Linked DNA regions of Bos taurus: region 1 is linked to region 2. Evidence: chromatin contacts called from public Hi-C data. All regions are on one chromosome and are shown on one strand. Each heading gives the region's core, a stretch centred on a gene start, on an enhancer-like site or on the middle of the called end of the contact. The rest is flanking DNA. Distances are from core to core; before and after follow the strand shown.

The links. A called contact is a pair of places that touch in the nucleus more often than the background predicts.
Region 1: a contact with region 2 is called in a Hi-C map of liver, with 2.6 times the contacts expected there. The contact joins two enhancer-like sites. A contact is called at or near these places in 2 of 11 Hi-C or Micro-C datasets (liver and skeletal muscle).

What each region holds. Positions count from the first base shown.
Region 1 is chr1:95,654,305-95,658,107 of ARS-UCD2.0, reverse strand. No RefSeq gene overlaps it. Among named protein-coding and RNA genes, the nearest start is that of TMEM212, 5.8 kb to the right of the region's middle. Within about 2 kb of position 1,892, at least 38 of the 102 cell types and tissues checked have an H3K27ac peak or open chromatin away from gene starts, as enhancers often do. A contact at or near this core is called in liver, where this site is marked.
Region 2 is chr1:95,315,617-95,319,943 of ARS-UCD2.0, reverse strand. All of the region lies in intron 2 of FNDC3B (fibronectin type III domain containing 3B), which reads left to right. Among named protein-coding and RNA genes, the nearest start is that of FNDC3B, 89 kb to the left of the region's middle. Within about 2 kb of position 1,308, at least 18 of the 102 cell types and tissues checked have an H3K27ac peak or open chromatin away from gene starts, as enhancers often do. A contact at or near this core is called in liver, where this site is marked.

The DNA of each region.
Region 1 (3,803 bases), core at 643-3,142, 340 kb before region 2:
GCTTGTAAGATGGATAGAGGGGGACCTAGCTGGAAGTTCCCAGTCCTCAAGGAGATAACATTCTTAGTGATACAGACTTCTCAGGGACAGGGATTTTGGTCACATACATACTTTTGCTCCTTTGGGATTTATTTTAAGCTATGGAATCTTAGCTATGGAAGGAGTCTTAGAAATTATCTAGCTTAACCTCCACCACATGTTACCAAGACGGACAACAAGATTAAGAGGTTTTGAATTACTCAAGGTCACACAGCCCTGGTCTCTGTCTGTTCTGCCAGACTGCTTCTCATCATATTCATTTGTTTAAGCCCACACCTCCTCGAGCAGATGTTCAGGAACATTCCATACGGCAACCATCCCAGGCCATCTCCACATCAAGGGCCAGAATCCGCACATGAAGCACTGCAAGATGGAAAACTAGCCACAGCAATGCTCTAGACAGGAATTCTGGGATTTTAACATCAATACACAGAAACGGACATTTGATTTTAGTTCCTTCTTTGTTCTAAGTGTTTAATAAAAAAAAAAGAAATAGCAAGGACTCTCTTTGTTCAGTTCTTTTTTTTTTTTTTGTAACTGGGAGTAGAATCAGAAGTTCTAATAATGTCTCCTCTGTACATATGCAGCATCATCTCCATTCTTATTATGTCCTTGGCTTCAGACCAGCCCTATATACTTGGGTATCTCATAGTTCAATTTTCAGATGTACATATGTGCTTTTAAAAGTTGGAGTGCACCTGTATACTGATCTACTAGGGAAAAATGAAAATTACACACTTCAGAGTCAAGTATTCCTAAGTTCAAAACCAGGATTCAACATTAATTAGCTGGGTAAGCTTCATTATTTAACACTAGAACCTCAGTTTTGCCATCTGCAAAGTGGGAATAATGAAGATACCCTTAGAGGGCTTTAGTGAACACATCCTCCCTGTTCTTCCCTCCCTTTCCCCTTTCACATACGTAGGTATAGTTGGATCAAAAAGTATGTTGAGTTTCTCACTGAAAAATTTGGTCCTTTCCTCTTTCAAAAATCCCAAGAGAAGGACCTGCTAAGCTGCTAAGTCACTTCAGTTGTGTCCGACTCTGTGCGACCCCATAGATGGCAGCCCACCAGGCTCCCCCCACCCCTGGGATTCTCCAGGCAAGAACACTGGAGTGTGGTGCCATTGCCTTCTCCAATGTATGAAAGTGAAAAGTGAAAGTGAAGTCGCTCAGTAATGTCCGACCCTCAGCGACCCCATGGACTGCAGCCTTCCAGGCTCCTCCATCCATGGGATTTTCCAGGCAAGAGTACTGGAGTGGGGTGCCATTGCCTTCTCCGAGAGAAGGACCTAAATGAATATAAATCTCCCATTTAAAAGGACTTAAAGGTTTGTCCCTAATAGCAACTTTAAAAACAAACATCATCTGAAAACATTTCAGGATACTTAGAGCAGTTCCTTTCTCACTCTTTTTTTTTTTTTTTTTTGCCCTTTCCCTCAATTTATTTCCCTTTTGTCCCTACAAACAACTTTTGTCAAATGTACACGGACAGCCCATGGCTCCCATCGCTCCTCTGTCCCGGAATCAACTCTGCAGACCCAGGCTCTGGATCTGTGAGTGACGCAAGAAGCTGTTTTTGGCCTCAGGAATGTTTTCCTCTATGTTCTGACTCCTCTCTTGTTGTCCTTCTCTCCTCTCCATCTTTTCTCCACCTCTCTTCCCCAGACACCTCCACCACTTTCTCTCTTCCTGTTTTCTTAGTTTCTTCCCCTCTCCTTGGTGGCCAAAGCACCCATCAATCACCGCCACTGTCATAATCAGTTCTGTCTGTGACTCCTCTACGTCCAGGATAAAACAAGATAGGAGCAGCGGCTCTGAAAAGACAGACATCTCCACAGTAGCCTGTGGGAGGCTGCCTGGCGCGTCAAGTCTGCCAATAAGAGCATTTCCTTCCAGCTGCAGGGCTGGGGAAAGCCAACCAACAGTGAGCTGCACAAGTTTGCCGGTGACACACTTAAGTTGTTTTTCTTTGTGAAAACAGGGGAAAATTCTGATAAATTCCAGATGATTTCAAAACACATTTGAGGGTCAGATATACAAGAGGCAGATAAAATCGGAATTAGGTAAGTACAAGTTGAGGCACAAATCTCTTTTTAGGTCCAAACATCTTGCAGATTGAAAGTCTTTAAATTTGACAATTCCCAGTTAGGGATGATAAAAATTGAACTTTGCTCTCCTTAAACCCCAAGCCATTATGAGAAGGGAGGGTTCACTCAAAGTTGAAGCTGAATAGCTAGTAAAAAGCTGAGGGAAGTGCGCATTATGAATGAGCACTGGAACGTTTTTTAATCCAATTAAGGACCTGTAATATTTGGAAAGACCAAAAAATATATTAAAGATGCCCATTAAAGTGTCTACATGAATGCTGTGTCTTCATGGTATAACCAAATACATGTGTCCATCATTCCTATGCTAGGAAGACAGGTTCATCTTGGTACCGAAGAGGTCAAAGCAGTTTCTGTCTTACACTCCTTACCCTGTGATCTACATTTATCAATATTCTCAGAGATTATTGAACAGCATTCCTGTATGTCTGGGCAAAAGTTAGGCCTTTCATTTTTTGCAAGTTACTAAAGCTATAATCTTTGTTTTCCCCTTTTTGTTCTCCTACCTTTTAATTTGAAATTTTCGAACCTACAGAAAAGCTAGAAGAAAGCATGAAAAACACTAACATACCCAATTCACCAATAGAACCTTCTCTTACATAACCATAATGTCATTCATACTCCCAAGACACTTAACACTGAGGCACTAGTGTTATCTAATAGAAATTCCATATTTAAATTTCCCCAATTGTACCAGTAATCTTTCATGATACAGACAATTTTGAAGTGCCAAGGGTACTGCTTTGTAAAATGTCCCAGTAATCTGAGTTTGATTGTTTCCTTATGATTAGATTCAAACTACACATTTTTCCTAAAAACGATACACAGGTGATCATGTATAGGTATCTGCTGTGCTTTAATCAGTTGCTGCACTGAGGTTAGAAGAGTATTAATTTTCTAATTTTTTCATTCTTCTGTATATATCAGATGGAATCCTCAGTATGGAACTCAGGTCTTTTTTAAAAATTTTATTGAAATATGGCTGATTTACAATGTTATGTTAATTTCTGCTATATAATAGCAAAGTGATTCAGTTATATATATAAATTTTTTCCATTATAGTTTATCAGAGGATATTGAATATAGTTCCCTGAGCTATACAGTAGGGCCTTGTTATTTACACATACTTTATATAATAGTTTACATCTGCTAATTGCAAGCTCCCAAATCTTTCCCTCCTGCATCCCCTCCTTAACAACTACAAGTCTGTTCTTTACGTCTTTGTGTCTGTTTCATAGATATATTTACTTGTACTGTATTTGAGATTCCACATATAAGTGACATCATATGGTATTTGTCTTTCTCTTTCCCATTTTCTTCAGTTAGTATGATAATCTCTAGGTCCACGCATGTTGCTGCAAATGGCATTACTTCATTCTTCTCTATGGCTGAGTAATATCCCATTGTATATGTATACCACATCTTTACCCATTCATCTGTCATTATTTGTCTCCATGCCTCGGCTACTGTAAAAAGTGCTGCTATGCACATAGTGGTGCATGTGTCTTTTCAAATTGTAGTTTATTCTGAGTATAAGCCTAGGAATGGGATTACTGGATCATATGACAACTCTATTTTTAGTGCTTTGAGGAACCTCCATACTGTTTTCCATAGTAGCTGCACTAATTTACATTCCCACCAACAGCGAAAGAAGGT
Region 2 (4,327 bases), core at 59-2,558:
ATTTTCATCTTCCTGAGTCTGGTCTTTGACTCCTGGAAGAGATTATTTGAAAGCATACTCGTAAGTTGGCTCCACATTCATGATTTGGCTTAAATAGAATCAGGAGTTATTTGAGGCTTTTTACTGGTTTTCAGGGTTGGCAGACTTTTTCTGTAAAGGACAAGATAGTAAATATTTTTCTTTGCACACATATGGTCTTTGATGCATATTCTTTATTTCTTTTACAACCTTTAAAGATATGAAAACCATTTTTAGCTTCTAGGCTCTACAGAACCTGACTATGGGCTGGCAGTAGTTTTACTATGTAAGAGTCTTTGCTGTCAGAAGTATGTTAAATGGGAAGTTCTCAGATTTATTCATTTCCAACTATATAGAAATAATGTTGGTGAAAAGAGGTAAGGTAACAAGTGAATTCTTAGTAATAAGAATATGTTAGTGTTATCAGCTATGGACAGTGTACTATCCTGGAGGACACTGCCCTCTCTTCCCCTAACCTTCTCCTGTGAATATACTCATATTTTTTATTTGATTTCATGTTTATACTAGGAAAAATGGCAGAATTGTGTTAGTGGGTCTGTAGGAACAAGTACTCATATAGCAAGTTCATGCCTACAGTGGGAGAAAGCAAGACAGGCCATGCATTTGTTTTCTGCCTTTTGTGTGTATATATGTGAATTTAAACTCATGACTGAGAATTTAGTGAAAGGTTGGGTAGAACCAGATGTCCTAACCAGTTTTAGTGTCTTTCTGAAGATAGTATTTAACTTGCATATTATTTTGAAGCCTTGTGGAGAGGAGTGTCATATTCACACACTCCACAGGGAGCTTGCTGTTTGATTTGCTCTCTCTTCTCTAACTTCCTTTGAAAGGTTATACTTGGTGTCCTTCCAGGTTTCAGTGCAAACATTGTTTTCCCAAAACCACCTTGAGGGGATTGATAGCCCTTTAGATACATCACACACTTCATGCCTTTCCTGCTGCTGTTCTAGCTGATTGTATAAAGCCATTCAGTCACTCCTTGTCTATTATTTTCAATGGAAATTTTTTTTCCCCATTACTTTTTTCCTCTAGACCTTTAGAAATGATTTTTGGGCCCAAATTCAATTGTGAATAGACAGACATAGCTTCTAGGAAAGCCGTTGGGACTCACTGAATTGTAACTGTTGGACAAAGGCATTTTGTTTAGAAGGCTTGCCCCAAAGTGGTGTTGGAGACTGAAAGAAGGGCCGCCAGCGTCTGGTTCTTTCTGCTGTGAACTAATAGGGAAGCTGATGTTTGCTGAGTGGATGGCTGTGCTCACTGTCCAAACAGATCTCTGTTTGCCAACTGTGAACATATTGCTGCCTCTGTGAGGCACTCTATCATGCCTTGAATGGATCCTCTTGTGTTCAGAATTTTCTGACTCAAAGGAGGGAAAGAGAAATATTTCTTTCAGACTTAAGTATTCACCGGAGCATCCATAGTCTCATCAGACCTTTAGAAACCAAGCATGCACCGGAGATGCTTCTTAAGGAGAATGAGGTGGGGGGTAGAGGAAAAAAAGGAAGAAAGTAAAAGACAGCTCCATTGAAATGCCTTGATTCTGGCCACTCGTGGCCAAGGTTTTATAAATAAACCAGGCTGCCTTGGTAAATAGAATTGTGAGAATATTCCTGATTTCCCCTGAGCAAAATAAAACTTTCAGTACTGAGTTTCCAATTCGTGGCTCACTTCTGTTCACTTTTACACACACCTACCTCCCAAAGCATATAACACATTCATAATATGTTATTAAATGGGTAATAGGGTTTCATTCCACTTGAATAATTCCTTAAGAAAAGATTAATTGATATATGTGTCTTAATTACTTTATAAACTCTTCTTAGAGTTTCAAACCTATTCTATAAAATAAAATGGGATTTTTTTTTTGCCATTTCGGTCCCTTTATTGAGTCATTTTCTGTACTGAAATCTGCTTTTTGGCAAGCTCTAGTATTAGCTGTGTGACTTGAGGACACAGCTCACAGGACAAGGTTAGACTTTCTTTGCAATTACCTGTTGTCTAGAAACCTTGGATGGGTGGAGAAAGGACAGAACCAACAACATTGTCTGGTAATGAAACTAAATGAGTACACGGCACTCATAGGAAACACCCATTTTAGCCTGAGTTATTTATCAAGTGTCTGTTAAACCTCTGGGCCAACTTTGCTTGAGTATTGTGGGGAAAATGCAGAGGGTTTCTTGTAACTGATGGGAAGGACTATGCTTTTATGAATGGAAAAATAGATTCCCACACAGCAATAAATCTATGTTGCTTTCCCTTAGCCAATGAGAAACCAGTGTTGATTTGCCTAGATGGAATAAATGATTTTTTGGCTTAACCTGATAGAAAGCTTAAAACGAGGTTCATCACCCCATCCCAAGCTATGGTGTTAACAACCATTTTTGTTGACCGGATAGGTATTAATCATTTTTATTGTCTGGATATTGGTATTTGTTTTTGTTGTCTGTATAATTTTATTTGTGATTTCCTGTACTCACAGAAAAATCTGGGTCAATTACCTCATTTGGTTAAAACTGGAGTATAACAGGAGTAACAGGAATGGTTGGGCTGGAGAGGAAGTGGCTACTGTGGCTCTGGAGTAATAGAGGTGATCCCAGCTGATCCGTGGGGAGCTAAGCTGCCAGGCGTTCTTCTGAGACATGCCTCATGTCTCTCCCTCACTCACTCACTCACTCCGTCCTCTGATAATCTTGTGAGATTGGTACTGTTACCTTCTTTGTTTTATAGATGAGGAAATTGAGGGATAGAGAGAAGTTTAGTAATTAATATGCATAGGATCACACAGCTAGTAACTGGTGAAGCTTGGAATTGAATCTAGAAGAATAGGCCCAGTATCATTCTCCTTGCAGAGTTTCAGCCAATCTTTTCTTTATTTCTTGTAGTGTATTTTGGAGAAGTGTTTAAAGTTACTTAAAATCTAAATACTAGGAAGCTGAGATCACTTCAGAAGGATAATGTGTTTTATAGGTAAAGGAATTTGCCCTTCTACATCTGTTTTTATCTCAGAGAGAAGTTCCATATTTAATTCTTTGGAAGTTACTATAAATAGATTGAATTACATTGTGGCTAATAGGTAAGTGGGTAGTAAATTTTGTTCAGCCCTTAATTGGCATTTTTATTTTAAATATGAAGGTAATGAGTCACTATCCAGTATCTTAGTGTAAAATCAGAATGTTTATATATTCTTGTATGCTGTATATGAAAAATATATAGAAATTATTCAGCCATCTATTTCTTTATGATGTGATGAGGGAAAGAGAAGGATAAGACTTGGAAAGAATGTTTTTAGACTAATTTTTACTACTGTAAGGTAATATGACTATTGGCAGCATAATTAATTTTTCTCAAGGGATTATAGGGCTGATTGAAATTGGTCAGTTTAAAAGGATTTTTTTCTTTAGGAATTATATTTATTGCAGCTCATGAATGCTATGTTGAGTAGTTACTGGTCATCTGAAAAGGTGTACCGAGTCATATGGCTTCTGAAAAGGAGTCAAAATAGTGCGTGAATAAGGTAAGGCAAGTTTTGTCATTCATTTCTAAGAGTCTGTCAAAAAGAGAGTTTGTTTAGAAGTATATTCTACAGAGTATATTTCAGAAAATGAGTTATTAAAAAATGTAGGTCATGCTGCATTGTGATGTTTTATGTGGTTTATAAACACTAGCTAAATTAAAAATTTTGTGCGAATGTGTTGAGCACATGAAACCTATCCAGAAGTTTTAGAATTGCTCTAAAATGAGAATGTGTTCAAGTTCTTCTTTTGAGAGAGAAATTATGACCAAAAAAGTAGCTCAGGTTTCTACCTCTTCTGATTACTTCTTTTGTTTTGGCCTTCCTTGCCTTTGTTAATTTTATTTTATTTGACCTGAGTCTATTTTGCCTGTTTGGAATCTGTTTTTGAGGGGTTCACAAACTCCCCACAAAAGAGCTCATTAGAGAGTGCTGACTTTACATCTAGAGAATTCCCAGCCCCAACTTTCTGAATGACACCTGTGATCACTACTTTAATATTCTAGCAGCTGCCATCTAGTAGTCTTCAGCAGTCTTTTCTGCTTGGTTTAGGATTAGTCTGTAAATTGCAGCTAAGATGTTAGTTTGTGTGAAAACCTGGAGAAATGGGAAAACTTATTTGGTGTTACTTTTGCTTGATAGCCGCTTGAATGTTGAAGTAGCATAACATTTTAGCACTTGCTTCCCAATCATTGAGTAAATCATTAACCTGTGATGGATTCATTTTGATATTTGGCAAAACTAATACAATTATGTAAAGTTTAAAAAAAAAAA